2 separate regions of the Sus scrofa genome follow, and region 2 is linked to region 1. Evidence: chromatin contacts called from public Hi-C data. All regions are on one chromosome and are shown on one strand. Each heading gives the region's core, a stretch centred on a gene start, on an enhancer-like site or on the middle of the called end of the contact. The rest is flanking DNA. Distances are from core to core; before and after follow the strand shown. Region 1 has its middle 33 kb from the start of SPRY2. Region 2 overlaps LOC110255835 (a long non-coding RNA gene).

What was found. Hi-C and Micro-C count contacts between places; a contact is called where the count stands out from the background.
Region 2: a contact with region 1 is called in a Hi-C map of embryonic fibroblasts, with 4 times the contacts expected there. The contact joins two enhancer-like sites. A contact is called at or near these places in 1 of 47 Hi-C or Micro-C datasets (embryonic fibroblasts) and 1 of 2 datasets of contacts at active chromatin or transcription factors (skeletal muscle).

What each region holds. Positions count from the first base shown.
Region 1 is chr11:52,188,250-52,195,746 of Sscrofa11.1, reverse strand. No RefSeq gene overlaps it. Among named protein-coding and RNA genes, the nearest start is that of SPRY2, 33 kb to the right of the region's middle. Within about 2 kb of position 3,361, at least 6 of the 83 cell types and tissues checked have an H3K27ac peak or open chromatin away from gene starts, as enhancers often do. A contact at or near this core is called in embryonic fibroblasts, where this site is marked.
Region 2 is chr11:52,536,867-52,544,363 of Sscrofa11.1, reverse strand. The region is part of intron 2 of LOC110255835 (a long non-coding RNA gene); the gene reads left to right. Among named protein-coding and RNA genes, the nearest start is that of SPRY2, 380 kb to the right of the region's middle. Within about 2 kb of position 4,358, at least 4 of the 83 cell types and tissues checked have an H3K27ac peak or open chromatin away from gene starts, as enhancers often do. A contact at or near this core is called in embryonic fibroblasts, where this site is marked.

The DNA.
Region 1 (7,497 bases), core at 2,112-4,611:
AAAGGGCATAGACGCAGATGGCACAAAAAATAGGGTCCCTTAGTGCAGTTGCTATATCACATCTCAGCTGATGTGCTTAGGAAAAGCTAAGTTTGCATAAAAATCTGTATCAGTCTGCCCTCAAAGACCATTCCTGAAACCTGCTCACAGATGTGGTTCCAGCCCCCTAAGTGGTTGCCATTTGATGATGACAATTCACAGCCTACCTGCAGGGATCTATGCACCTTTGTCCAAGTCTCTTTGCTTCTGTGTGCTCTTGTCAAGAAACTCTGGCTCTCACGAGCCAGTGGTCTCATAGCCCTGCACACACTTGACACCCAAGTGGTCCCTGAAGACTCTTGACAAGGAAGCAATAACCTATGGGTAGGGTTTTTTTAGATCCTGAAAGGTTTGTTGAATCTGTAGAAACTATCGCTTACCTGTGCATCAAGCTTCCATAGCTACAATTACAGACTGACCCATCGACTGAATGTCAACATAATGGTATTAGGAGGAGGGACTCTTGGGAGGTAATTAGGTTTAGATGTGATCATGAGGGTGGGGTGCTCATGATGGCATTAGTGTCCTTTATGAGAAAAGGCAGAGGCACCAGAGCTTCCTCTCTAGATGCGAGGCTATAGCAAGAAGGCAGCCATCCACCAACCAGGAACAGGTCCTCACCACAGACTGCGTGTGCCAGCACCTTGATTTTAGACTTCCTGCCTTCTCAAATTGTGAAAAATAAATGTCTGTTGTTCAAGTCCCACCCCCCAGTCTATGAAATTTTGTTATAGCAGCCTGAGCTGACTAATACACAGACCAAAGTCAAATACCAGGTGCCTAAAAACAGTAGCACTGGAAACTTAGTACAATATAAACCTCTGCGAAGTGCCAAGACCAAAAAAAAACTGCATACACATTAAAATCAAATGTCCAAACTATACCAAAACCTTTCATTGGCAAGTTCTACCCTCTGTTATTTCTAGCAATGTTTCTGACCTATACATTAAATGCTAGGAATTTCAGACAGCCTCAATAAAAAGCACCCCTCTTTCCTGCTGAGATGATTACACAATTGAAAAAGAAGACATACCAGCACTTAAGCGAGCAAAATATCAACTTTATGGTTGCTAGAGGCAAAGCTAGAGGATGCAATTTGGTGTGACAGCCAAATGCGCATGTTAACTGAACCCTAGAATGAGCAGACTTATTCATTCAGACACAGGCAGTACTGAAGAGAACTCTACTCTCCGTGATGGGAGATGGGTGGTCTGACTCCGGAGGAAGAACCTCATGGAAAGCAGAAGTTATCCTGTGTCCTGGCTCTTGCTTCCTTCAGGCTTTTCTTCCCCACAAGAAAAAGAGTGGAAATCAAGCCAAACAGGTTTAATTTATTTATCCAAATTGTAGAGCTCAGATGCATCATGCATTGATTGTTCTCTGGGATAGAGTGAGAACTGAAATTACACTGATTGAGTTATCTCTACATTGAAGGATCTATCAAAAATTAGTAAGATGCATTTCTCCCTAAAGTCAACAAATGGAATAAGAAATATACAAAAGCATAATAGAAAAAAAAAAGTCTCCGCATTGAAGGAAAAAGAAAATATGCATATTAAAATGGAATGCTGGAGTTCCCGCTGTGGCACAGTGGGTTAAGAAGCCAACTGCAGTGACTCAGGTCACTGGAGAGGAGCGGGTTCGATCCTGGGCCCAGAGCAGTGAGTTAAAGGATCCGTCTTGGCCACAGCTGTGATGTGGGTTGCAGCTGCAGTTTGGATTCAATCCCTGCCCCAGGAACTTCCATATGCCACGGGTGGGGCCATAAAAAACAAATAAATAAATACATACATTCATACATACATAAAATGGAACACTGTGAATTCTACCTCCATCCATGAAGAAATCCATTGAAGGATACACAGCCTTTTCAATAAATGACACTGGGGCAATTGGATGTCAACAGGTAAAAAAATAGACCTTGACCTAAACTTCATCCTTTACACAAAAATGTACTCAAAATGGATCATGTACTTAAATTATAAAATTACAAAAGTTAGGTGAGTTCCTGTTGTGGCTCAGCAGAAACAAATCCAACTAGTATCCATGAGAATACAGGTTCGAACCCTGACTTCACTCAGTGGGTCAGGGATCCGGCTGCCTTGAGCTGCGGTGTCGGTCACAGACTCAGCCTGGATCCCAAGTTGCTGTGGCTGTAGTGTAGGCCAGCAGCTGTAGCTCCGATTCAACCCCTAGCCTGGGAACTTCCATAGGCTGCAGGTGCAGCCCTAAAAAGCTAAAAAGAGGAGTTCCCGTCACGGCACAGAAGAAACAAATTCAACTGGGAACCATGAGGTTGTGGGTTCAATCCCTAGCCTCACTTAATGGGTCAAGAACCTGGCGTTACAATGAGCTGTACTGTAGGTTGCAGATGTGGCTCAGATCTGGCATTGCTGTGGCTGTGGTGTAGGCCAGTGGCTACAGCTCTAATTAGACCCCTGGCCTGGGAACCTCCATATGCCATGGGTGTGGCCCTGAAAAGACAAAAAAAAAAAAAAAGCTTTTAGCTTTAAATTAAAAAAAAAATTACAAAAGCTAAAGTGCCATTACCAAGAGACAGGGCAATGGTTGTTGAGGAAGCTTAAAGAAATGTTCTTAGCTAGGGACTGACTTGGAAGTATCCTTTCTATTAGAACTAAATGTTATCTGGCATTTTTTGTTATGCATTCATTCATTCATTTATGCCGCTCTTTCTGGGGGAGTTCAAAACACCAGAAAATAAGTGTTTGCTCTTCTCCAGCCATTACACCTATTGATCTGTCATTTTAAACCTACAGAAGAGGCAACACAGAACCTCAGACGGCGTACCCTTGAGGGGTACCAAGCACACCTCATCAGCTAAATTTTGGCAAGAGAGTAGGGACATTGCTATGACAGGCCCCCAGACACCTCATGTCCACTCTGCACTGAGCCTCACAAATACGATTCCTTTGAATGAAAAAAAATTATTTTTCATTCAGGTATAGTTGATGTCCAATATTATATAAGTTTCAGATATACGGCATAGTGATTCATAATTTTTAAAGGTTATGCTCCATTTATGGTTATTATAAACTATTAGCCATATTCCCTAAGCTGTACAATATGTCCTTGTAGCTTATTTATTTTATGTAGAGTAGTTTGTATTTCATAATCCCCTGCTTTGCCCCCCCCACTGGTAACTATTCGTTTGTTCTCTACAGAACTCTGAAACTTCTGGGTTCTTGGTAATTTTGCTCTCATTTTAGTCAGTTTTATCAGAAACGGCAGAGAGAGAGGCAAATGGAAAAAAGGCAATAGCAGTGGTATTTCCACAACCATAAAAGGCTATCTAGAGGAAGATCTTCTGACTCTTTGCCTGCTTTCTATTGCCAAACAGCACAACATTTATTAAAACATACCAAAAGCCAAAGAGGCTGGTTGCTGACCGCAAAGTTAATTTAAAGAGCTGAAATAGGAAGATTACAGAACAGGAGAGTTATGAGAACTACTTTCTCAGGAGAACTCAACCAGGAAAGCACTGGAAGCTTTTGTAACCCTGTTTGAAATCAGCGAAAATGTAAGGCATTGTTCCAATACACCGGCATGCGTTCCCTTCTCATGTGACCACAACGAAAGCAGTATCAGTCCTGGTTTACCAATATCAAAAATCAATGTGATATTGGAGTTCCCATTGTGGCTCAGTGGCAACAAACCTGACTAATATCCATGAGGATGCATGTTCGATCCCTGACCTTGCTCAGTGCATTAAGGATCCAGCGTTGCTGTGAGCTGTGGTCTAATAGCAGACACGGCTCGGATCTGGTGTTGCTGTGGCTATGGCGTAGGCCTGCGGCTACAGCTTTGCTTTGATCATTTGACCTCTAGCCTGGGAACCTCCATACCCTGTGGGTGCAGCCCTAAAGAAAGAAAGAAAAAATCAATGTGATATGAGGAATGATATACTAATAATTAGATTTAGAAACTGCTGTGTTGATTTTTACCGTCAACAACTGTGTATTCTATTTCTATTAAGTCACTTTCATTTAAGTTCTTAACGTCCATTTTCGTTTAAAAAAAAAAAAAAGTTAAAGATTTTCACTTGTATGTATGTGAATCATCCCTTGATAAGCTAGATGTGACTCTTTCATACAAAGAAATCCTAGATCCTTCTGCCAGGCTTTCAACAGAGGCTCCCAGTAGCCCCAGCGAAAGGAACTGGTCACCTCCCAGTTAGAAGGTCTCTCCTGCTGTTCCTCAATCGGGATGGTGAGCATTTGTTCACAGCATAGAAAAACTCAGCCACTGTCAGCAAGTGGGTTTAATATTTTCAAGGAGATTTACAATTTTTAAAAGCTTTTTCTCCTCCCTTTTTACAGCTTTAAAAAAAAAAAAACACTCTAACAAATTGTACATTACTTTACAAAATCCTTTCTTGCTCTGATCGCATTCATGACATCGCTTATGACAATCTTCCAGACATGACGATAACTTACTACCTTGTTTTATATCAACTTGATATATTGTATGTTTTTATATTACATACGTAAAGTAGGTATTTTACCTCTGTTTTAGAGGTAAAAGGTCCACGTACATGCTCAAGAACTCCTAGCTAGTAAGTGGAAGAAGGCAAACCTGGACTCAGGTTTTCTGAACAAACCCACCAAGCCGTGCACCTCTGTCAAAAAATAACAGCCCCTTACAGCTTCATAACACTCGGAGATATTGAAAACAGTTTTCACATATGATCCCATCTGATCCTAGAAGTATGATACGAGGTAAGCGGAACACAGTGTTGAGTTTCCATTTTACAGATGTAAAAACCAAGGCCCTAGGTCAGAGGTTGTGGGGTACAGAATGGTGTATCTAAGATCAAACGACTTTCAAATGGCAAACTGAGTGCTAGAAGCCAGGCACTGGGACTCCTTACTCTCATATTCCAGTTCCATCAGATCGGTGTGTGCACTGCCTCTTGTTCAAACTCTTCTCAGTTTATCTAATTGAATTTGCGGTGAACAGTTTTGCCTCCGTGCATGAAGAAAACTGGACTTTGGATTTTATGACAATTTGGGGATTCTTTATAGGGAGAAGACTTCTTTTAAAGACTTCTGCTCAATAGGACTTAAAATGGTGAATGATGACGATGATGGAGATAAGAACAACTGTCAACTATTTCCAGTGTGTGTGTGTAATTGTGTTTAGCTTTCCAATCACAGAAATTTAAACTCACCCTATTTAAAATACCTTTAATGTGACGTTTTGTTCTGTGTTTTTCACAAAACTGATGATTATACTGTAAGCATTATTGATTAACATTAGAGAGATGTCTTTAAATAACTTAAGCTTTTATTTTTAAAATGAATTATTGGAAAAAATTGACATAAAATACTTTCTAGGCATAGGAAAACTGGTTTAAATAAGCTAGGATCATACAATTTATATACTCATATCTTTTTGACATGGAGAGGTGATATAACAGTTATTTTTTTTTATTGAAGTATAGTTGATTTATAATGTGGTAAATATAAACATTCTTTTTCGTATTCTTTCCCATTGTGGTTTTTGTTTTGTTTTGTTTTGTTGTTTTTTTGTCTTTTTGCCATTTCTTGGGCTGCTCCCGCAGCATATGGAGATTCCCAGGCTAGGGGTCTAATCAGAGCCGTAGCCACCGGCCTACACCAGAGCCACAGCAATGCAGGATCTGAGCCATGTCTGCAACCTACACCACAGCTCATGGCAACGCCGGATCGTTAACCCACTGAGCAAGGCCAGGGATCGAACCCGAAACCTCATGGTTCCTAGTCAGATTCATTAACCATTGCGCCACGACGGGAACTCCCCCATTGTGTTTTATTACAGAATGTTGAATATGGTGCCCTGTGCTATACAGTAAAACCTTGTTGTTTATCTATTTTGTATGTAGTAGTTTGTATCTGCTGATCCCAAATCACTAAATTATCCCCCACTTCACCCTCTTTGCAGTTTGGTAACCATAAGTTTTTTTCTCTGAGTCTATTTCTGTTTTGCAAATAGGTTCTTTGTACCATATTTTATATTCCATACATAAATGATATCATATGATATCTGTCTTTCCCTGACTTACTTCATTTAGTATGATAATTTCTAGGTCCATCTATGTTCCTGCAAAGGGTGTTATTTCATTCTTTTTATGGCTGAGTAATATTCCGTTGTGTGTGTGTGTGCGTGTGGTATACACACACACACACACACATACACTGCATCTTTGTTACTCATTCCTCTGTTGGTGGACTTTTAAGTTGCTTCCATATCTTGGCTATTGTAAATAGTGCTGCTATGAACATTGCTGCATATATATTTTCAAATTGGTGTTTCCATATTTTCTAAACATATGCCCAGGAATGGGATAAGGCAACTCTATGCTTCATGTTTTGAGGAACACCCACACTGTTCTCCATGGTAGCTGCACCAATTTGCATTGCCATCAGCAGCATAGGAGGGTTCCCTTTTCTCCAACCTTATCCATCATTTGCTTTTTCATGATGGCCATTCTGACCTGAGTGAGATGATTTGCCTTTCTCTGGGAATTAGCGAAGTGGAACACCTTTTCATGTGCCTGTTGGTCAGCTGTAGGTCTCGTTTGGGGAAATATTTAAGTCTTCTGCCCATTTTTTTTGATTGAGCCATCTTTTTTGTTGTTGTTGAGTTGTATGCGCTACTTATATATTTTGGAAATTAAGCTCCTGTTGGTTGCAACATTTGCAAATATTTTCTCCCATTCTGTAGACTGTCTTTTCATTTTGTTTACAGTTTCCTTTGCTGTGCAAAAGCTTGTAAGATGGATTAGGTCCCATATGCTTATTTTTTGCATATCGCAATTATTTTAAAATAGAACTGTTAAAGATAAGGTCAAAATAGTTTCCTCCATTTAATTATCCAATGTAATTTTTAAAATTGTATACTTCAGCTCTATGTGGTATCCCATGGAAATCTAAACATCCTTGAAATTTGCTTGACTTATTTGGAAGAGTGCAGGTAGCTTGCTTTCATGGAATAAAAATACAACTGTGGTTTAAAAAACTCTCTGAACATTAATATCAGTGACTATGAGAACATTTACAGAGAAATAATGAGGGGATAATAGTCCTCTTTTTTGTTAGAAGGCAAGCTTTATTCCTGCTCAAATGAATCCCTATTTCTCCCCCAAATGGTGTGTGTGTGTCTTCGTGTGTGGGTGTGCGAGAGAGAGAGGCAGGGGTGGGGGGTGGGGGGGGTGGAGAAAGAATGAAAAAAAATTTTGCCAACTCCTGGGCACTAGTCATATATACCTTGTTTTAAATCATTACCCTACTAGGGAGTTGAAAGTATGTCATTTGTTTGGTTCCCTTTAGCCTTTAATGTCTGATTACTAGGCTCTAGAGCCCCATGGATAACAAACATGAAATCTCCAATGAAATTTTTTTAAGTAAAAAAACCCTCTAGCTACTCCAAAGTTCTGAAAGTTCCATTTGTGCAACAAAG
Region 2 (7,497 bases), core at 3,109-5,608, 350 kb before region 1:
CAAACCAGATTCTAGATGATTTAAGAAATAAAACAAAAATATCCCAATCTATTACAGATAAACTCAGGATATTTAACTTGTCATAAGAACCAACAAGATAAACAAAGGAGACTACTCCTAGACGTGGGGCAGCCCACCACTGGAAATATTAAGTCTTCAAATTAAACATACTTATTTGGATCATTAGTCTAAATGAAGAAAGAAGTAGTAAAGTTGGGAGTTCCCGTCGTGGCGCAGTGGTTAACGAATCTGACTAGGAACCATGAGGTTGCGGGTTCGGTCTGGTTGCAGGTTCGGTCCTTGCCCTTGCTCAGTGGGTTAATGATCTGGCATTGCCGTGAGCTGTGGTGTAGGTTGCAGACGCGGCTCGGATCCCGCGTTGCTGTGGCTCTGGCGTAGGCCAGTGGCTACAGCTCCGATTCGACCCCTAGCCTGGGAACCTCCATATGCCGCGGGAGCGGCCCAAGAAATAGCAAAAAAAAAAAAAAGATCAAATGCCATTCAATGGACTTCCGAAAGCTCAGCCCACATGATCGAGAATTGCGCACCAGTTTGGGCACCAGTTAACCAAGTAATTCCATCAACCATCTGACTCCAGTGTAGAAGAAGGGGTGGAATGGTTCCAACAGTATGTTTAGGGAAAATTCTTCCTGGAGAAACCCAGAATTGAAGAAAGGATGTTGTCTTCTAACACTATCCAGTACTTTTGAAACATTGTATTAGAGCAACTCTTTAACCAAGATTAATCTTAAGGCAAATCTCAATACACAAAAATACCTCACTTAAATGAGTGACTCAGGAGGAGAGACTAAATAGTTTATTCTTGGTCACAAATCTCTTTACTTGATGCTAATTAATTAATCATAATTCCCATTTCATTTCTCTTAAAATAATGCCTATACCAAAAAAGTAAACAAAACTCTATATAAAGTAAACATATATTTTAAGTATTGAATTTATTTAATGTATTGCAATGTTCCCTTATTTTGCTTTATATATATGTATACACACACACACACACACACACACATATGTATATATAACATATTATCCTGGAAACTGCAGTGAAAGTGCATTCCATTTGAAGTTAACAGACAACACTCTGGTTATTTTTATTACATCACTTATTCCCCAGTAATATTGGCTTTCCAGGCAGAGATTTTGTCATCTATTTTGATGTAATATAACCCATAGTAGAAACTGAACTATTGAGTGCATATGGTTACAATCTTACACATATGTGGAAAAATCATTTTTTCTTTATTTCATACAGTTAAGACTCATCCATCAACTTAAAAGTAAGATTTTCAGGGAAAAGGAATACAACTTCACTAAAGGAAAATTTATAATAAATTTCAAAAATGATCTGTTAAAAATGTTTTTCTTATATTTAGTTTAATGGTTTATAGATGTGCAAAATTTATCTCTAAAAGTATTCAAATTCATGTTTAGAATTCTAGAATATATATTCTAATTGATCAGGTTACCTTGGTTTCAAATCCATCCTGAGAAGAGGATTCTAGGAGCAAGAAAATCTTTGCAAGGCTGTCAAATGAATTATGTAAAAATAACTATCTCCAATGGTACTTGTTCTCAATTTTCCCAAGTTGGTGGTTAATAAGCTACTGGAATTTTATCCAGTATATTTTTCTTAGAATCACTGTATTGGCTATTTTGGCCTAAAGTTTCCTCTAAAGTTGACCATTGCCATTAGTGGCTGTTTCAGAACTTGTTGTAAGTAAAATTGTGTGTATGTGTGGAGTATATATGTAATACATATATGTATGTGTGTATATATATGTGTGTGTGTGTGTTTAGACATACATCTATATCTGTGTATATATATTGGGTGTATATAAATATTTATATATGCCCAATGTATGGTGTGTGTATGTGTGTGTGTGGAAAAAGAGAGAGAGGCAGAGAAAGAAAAAGAGAAAGAGATATTGTGGATGGAAACCCAGGTAACAATGATGAGCAAGGAATGTTGCTTCTTTTGGTACTTGACATATACAAAGAGACACCTGATAGGTTAAACTACAGACTGTTGTATATGACTGTGGCATGGAAGGGAGAAGTAGGGCCCTAGCCAGGACCTGCCATGTAGATCTCTAAAGTTTGCTCTTCAATATATATAAGGATGACAAAGAGAATGGGGAGACAGGTCGTATTAGCATAAACAAATACAATTGTCTGAAGATATCATTCAAGCTGTGTTTATATGACGGAATTAAGTACAATGATTCCATAGAAAATCTATAGTAGAGGCCAAATGTGACCGGGTGGATGAGACTTTCAAAAATAGATTATTTGTATAATTAAAATAGTAATCAAATTCACACCATTTATTAAAGACCAAAATATGACATGATACTATAAAACTCCTAGAAGAGAATATAGGGAAAACATTTTCTAACATAAAATGTACCGATATTTTCACAGATCAGTGTCCCAAGGCAAAAGAAATGAGGACAAAAATAAACAAATGGGACCTAATTAAACTAAAAAGCTTTTGCAAAGCAAACTATCAGCAAAATGAAAAGACAACCTACAGACCTGAGAGGAAATATTTGCAAATGATGCAATCAACAAGGGGTAAATTTCCAAAATATGCAAACAGCTCATATACAATTGGTTATCTTACCTTTATTATTTTCTAGTAATTGAGTTAAAAGTTACATTTTCTTACATGAAAAGATACTCAATATCGCTAATTATTAGAGAAATGCAAATCAAAACCACAATGAGATATCACTGTACACCAGTCGGATGACTGTCATCAAAAGAATAAATGCTGGAGAGGGTGTGGAGAAAAGGGAACACTCCTTCACTGTTGGTGGGAATGTAAATTGGTGTAGCCTCTATGGAGAACAGTATGGAGAGTCCTTGAAAAATTTAAAATAGAGCTACCATATGATCCAGCAATCCCACTCCTGGGCATATATCTGAAAAAGACAAAAACTGTAATTCAAAAAGATACATGTACCTCAGTGTTCATAGCAGCACCACTTACAGTAGCCAAGATGTAGAGCAACCTAAGTGTCCATTGATAGATGAATGGATAAAGAAGATGCTGAGATATATAGCTATAAATACACACACACATATATATACATTATATACATATATACTCATGTGTGTCTATATATATATGTGCATATATATACACACAATGAAATATTACTCAATTATAAAAAGAATGAAATATTGCCATTTTTAGCAACATGCATGGACCTAGAAGATTATCGTACTAAATCAAAGACAAATATTGTATGATATCACTTATATGTAGAATGTAAAAAATAATACAAATGACTCTGTTTACAAAACAAAAAGACTCACAGACAGAGAAAAATGTATAGTTAAAAGATCAAAAGGGGATCAAGATAAATTAGGGTTTGGGGAATAACAGATATGCACTACTATATATAAAATAGATAAGCAACAAGGATTTACTGTATAACACAGGGGACAATATTTGATATCTCACAATAACCTACAATGGGAAATATTTTGAAAAGAATACATAGTTATAACTGGATCACTTTGCTGTACAGCTGAAAGTCACACAATATTGTAAATCAACTATTTCAATTAAAAAGAAAGATATTAAGAAATACAATGCAATAACTGACCTTCAATACCCTTCCACCTGAGATTCTGAGAGCTTCCAGAAAATTCATACGACTCTCCAGATTGTTATCAACATGAATGCATCTAAACTTAAATTTAAATGGCATTTTAAAGAATATAGGTCTGGGAGTTCCCGTCGTGGCTCAGTGGTTAACAAATCCGACTAGGAACCATGAGGTTGTGGGTTCAATCCCTGGCCTTGCTCAGTGGGTTAAGGATCTGGCGTTGCCGTGAGCTATGGTGTAGGTCACAGACTCGGCTCAGATCCTGCATTTCTGTGGCTGTGGGGTAGGCCAGCAGCTACATGGTCAAATTCGCCCCCTAGCCTGGGAACTTCCATGTGTCTTGGGTGTGGCCCTAAAAAGACAAAAGACAAAAAAAAAAAAAAATAGGTGTATGTCTAACTCCTTCTGAAGAAAAGTGTTACTCTGCACATTTTCAAGAGTTCTCCAGCTTTTGCCCTCAGTGGCCACTGCAATTTTGCTGTGTGCAGAAAGGACTCTTCCCATCTTGCTGAGCATGTGTGAATAATTTCTCTACATTCTCAGGGTGAGGGACAGCAAGAGTAACCTTGTTTGGGGTATAACTACTCCAGACATTTCTGAGACATAGCACTACATTAAAGGATATGTATGATGAAAAAGGCATAGTTTTACTCCACAAGAACAATTCAGATTCACTGCTGTGTAAATGGTATGTATGATGGAGATTTCCCTAAAAATGTCCTTTTTCTCTTCCCTCCTTGTAACTTTGCAGCAGTCTGCTCCTCATTATACATATCCCTAAGAAATGTTGAGTCATAGGAAAAATACTCAACATTTTTTCCAAGGTAACAGAGAAAGCTGTAGAATAGCCTCACAATATTACGTGGGCAAAAGGTAGGTGAACGTCAAATGACTTGGGTAAAATGCCCTGGATTAGTGGACCTTGAGATATTAGAGGAGTAGAAGAATAGCAGCTACAAGCCACTGTAAGCTATTGCCCTGAGCACACCAGCCCAGTAGAGATTAACCTAGAAACAATGCTCATGGATGATTTTTTAAAATCAGCCATGAGAATATATGAATCCTAAACACTTGGTTTCTATATGACAATAAGAATACAACTGCCCTGGAATCAGTTAAACTAGCATTCAAACACATGCTCATCAGGGGCTTAGCCATGGCCTGAATGAATGCTCTTGTCAGGAGAGAATCAGGGGAGCTTGGCTTCTTGGAGCTCTGTCTGCATCACCTGTTGAATTCAGGTCATCCTGAGAGAACAGTCTCTTTTCTCCTATCTTGGGGCTCAATTCCTGAGACAGAGCTGAGATAAACAGCACCAAATTTCTGTTATTATGATGATAAACTCCAAAGCTTGGTTCTTCAATAATTAACATTTCTCTGAATATTTTACCTAGTGTTTTGTCCTCATGTACTGTTTTTTTTTCCTCTTAGTGAATATACAAATGCTCTGTACTTCTTCTTTCTTCTGTTGTCACCGTTATGTGGCCATTATAAAATGAGGCAACAAAATTAAATAAAAGTTAAGAAATTAAACTAGACAGTCAAGTAATCAAATCGATAAGGGTTTTGAAGAAAATGAAGCACCGAAGTAAGTGGTAGACAAAAAGGTAGTTGAATAAACTAATAAAGTAGGATAAATGTAAGAGTAGAATTATAAAAAAGCAAAAAGAACATGAAATTTTCCAAGTAGAAGATTTAAAATAAAGGTATAAAACAAAAGAGGTAAATAGTCAAGAAATTTAAAAAGCTTTAAAAAATAAAATAATATAACAATAACATGATTTCTTCAGGTAACGTATTGAAATCGTTTTAAAATACTAAACTACTAAGCAAGACTTGTTCTTCATAAACATGAAAAAAAAATGGGAAGTGAAAAACGAGTCCCTGGTGACATGAGCCCCTGGAATGTTCTGACTCAAGATAAAGAATCTCAAGGCAGAACCACAAGAAACCCTTTACTCTTGTCACTAAGATAGTCTCCTGAGTGCCTGTAGATTAAATGAACCCTCAAAAGTAGGCAACAGTTCAACCAAAGAGACAGAGAATTAATTCCTCTACTATCTGAGTCTCTGCCCAGTTAACTTGCCATTCTTCAGGGAGTTCTGGCTAACAGTGAATTCTAAATTTTGCGTTTGGAAAAAAATGAAGGAAAAGAGGGAATTGGTGCTTTTCATCTTGAGATATTTCCTTAACAAAAATTACCTTTTTTTCATCTATTGATATAATGTCTCCACAATTCTAATATTCTTGAGTTGTGAACAAGTGAATTATTGTGAATAAGTAACTTATTGCTTAACTGAGTCTTTTTTCAAAATTACATCAGGCATTGGATTTTGATCTGAACCATTTGACTCTTAAAGGGAATTTTTCACCCTTTTTTACCTTGTAAATTTTATGATCTGTGATTAAACTGAATATTGAATCTCAAAAGTTAAAATTATATGAAAGACCTCAGAAATATTAATTGATGGAGAAGTCCTAGGAGTTCCCTGGTGGCTCAGTGGGTTCAGGATCCAACATTGTCACTGCTGTGGCACAGATTTGATCCCTGGCTTGGGAACTTCCACATACCTTGGGCACAGCTGAAGAAAAAAAAAAATGGATGCTCCTTTTACTATAGGTTGCAAATTAGAGAACTTCATCAATTTATACTTTTGAACTTAAATATTATATATAATGTTAATAAAAATTTAGAGACATTTTATGAGTACTAGACTTGATGGTCCCAGATATCTTTTTACTTCTTAATTTTAACAAATAATTCTGCATAAATTAAATATATTGTGGCAAAGATATGTAATAAATAAACTAAACTGTTTGCCTGTATATACAACTAAGGGCAAATAAATGAGTTGACATAAAATCTGTGTTGGCATTAGAACATGAAGACAGGCTAGGAATTTGGAGACCTTTTCCTCCGGTACTCTGTAGATAAAGTGTTTATCTTTGTTAACCACCATACCCCTGACGAATAGGTTTACTGAATGATCTATGTGCATGTTCTCGCCCTTGTTCAAACAAACAGGCTAGAGCTTGTGGTAACATGATGACCTTACAAGTACAAAATACACACTCCTCAGGCATATTTGAGGCATAACTGTGATAAGCAGAGAGTCAGCCTTGTGTAATCTGTCAACAAACTAATAAATTACTTTGGTCAAGGGAGGAGGTAACTTCCTCCCCCCCCCCAACCCCCATGACCATCTGCATAGGGGAATAGGTTAGTAATTAGAATTCAACAAAACTGAAGGTTTTGACAAGATAAGCAAAAGCTTAATACTTAAAGTTAAGGTCTAATCCTTTTAGGAACTGATTAACACACACTTAAGGGTTTTTGGCCTTCTATCCATTAATATTAAGAGATTACTAAGAAATAGGATCAGGCAGCAGGAATGTCCTTTTGGAGCCCTACCCTGAATTCAATGTGAAGTTCTACTTCTCTAAAAGAATCACACCCTTTGGGTGCTTTCTGGATTATTACATCAAACCCAAATTTACCTAACTCTCCTGCAAAGGATTAGTTTTTTAATCACTTTAGTATATAGTTTGGCTATGGAGCTAGAATCAGGAGGCCTGGATTCCTATCTTTGTTCTTACACTTAAGAACTATTTGACTTGAAGTAGCACCTCTTTCATCAATGGTACAAAACAACGTGTACCCAACAACCTACCCCAGCAACCTGTTGGATGAGCTGAAAAGAAACACGGACGACTAGGGCTTGGTTGGAAATGAGATGAAACTTCCCACTTCCCTTACCCACTATGAAATTTTGGCTAAAAATCAACATTAAAGTTGGCATCACGGGCTGATAGAATAGGTTATAAGAATCCCAGGACTACCATTCTTTTATCATGTGGT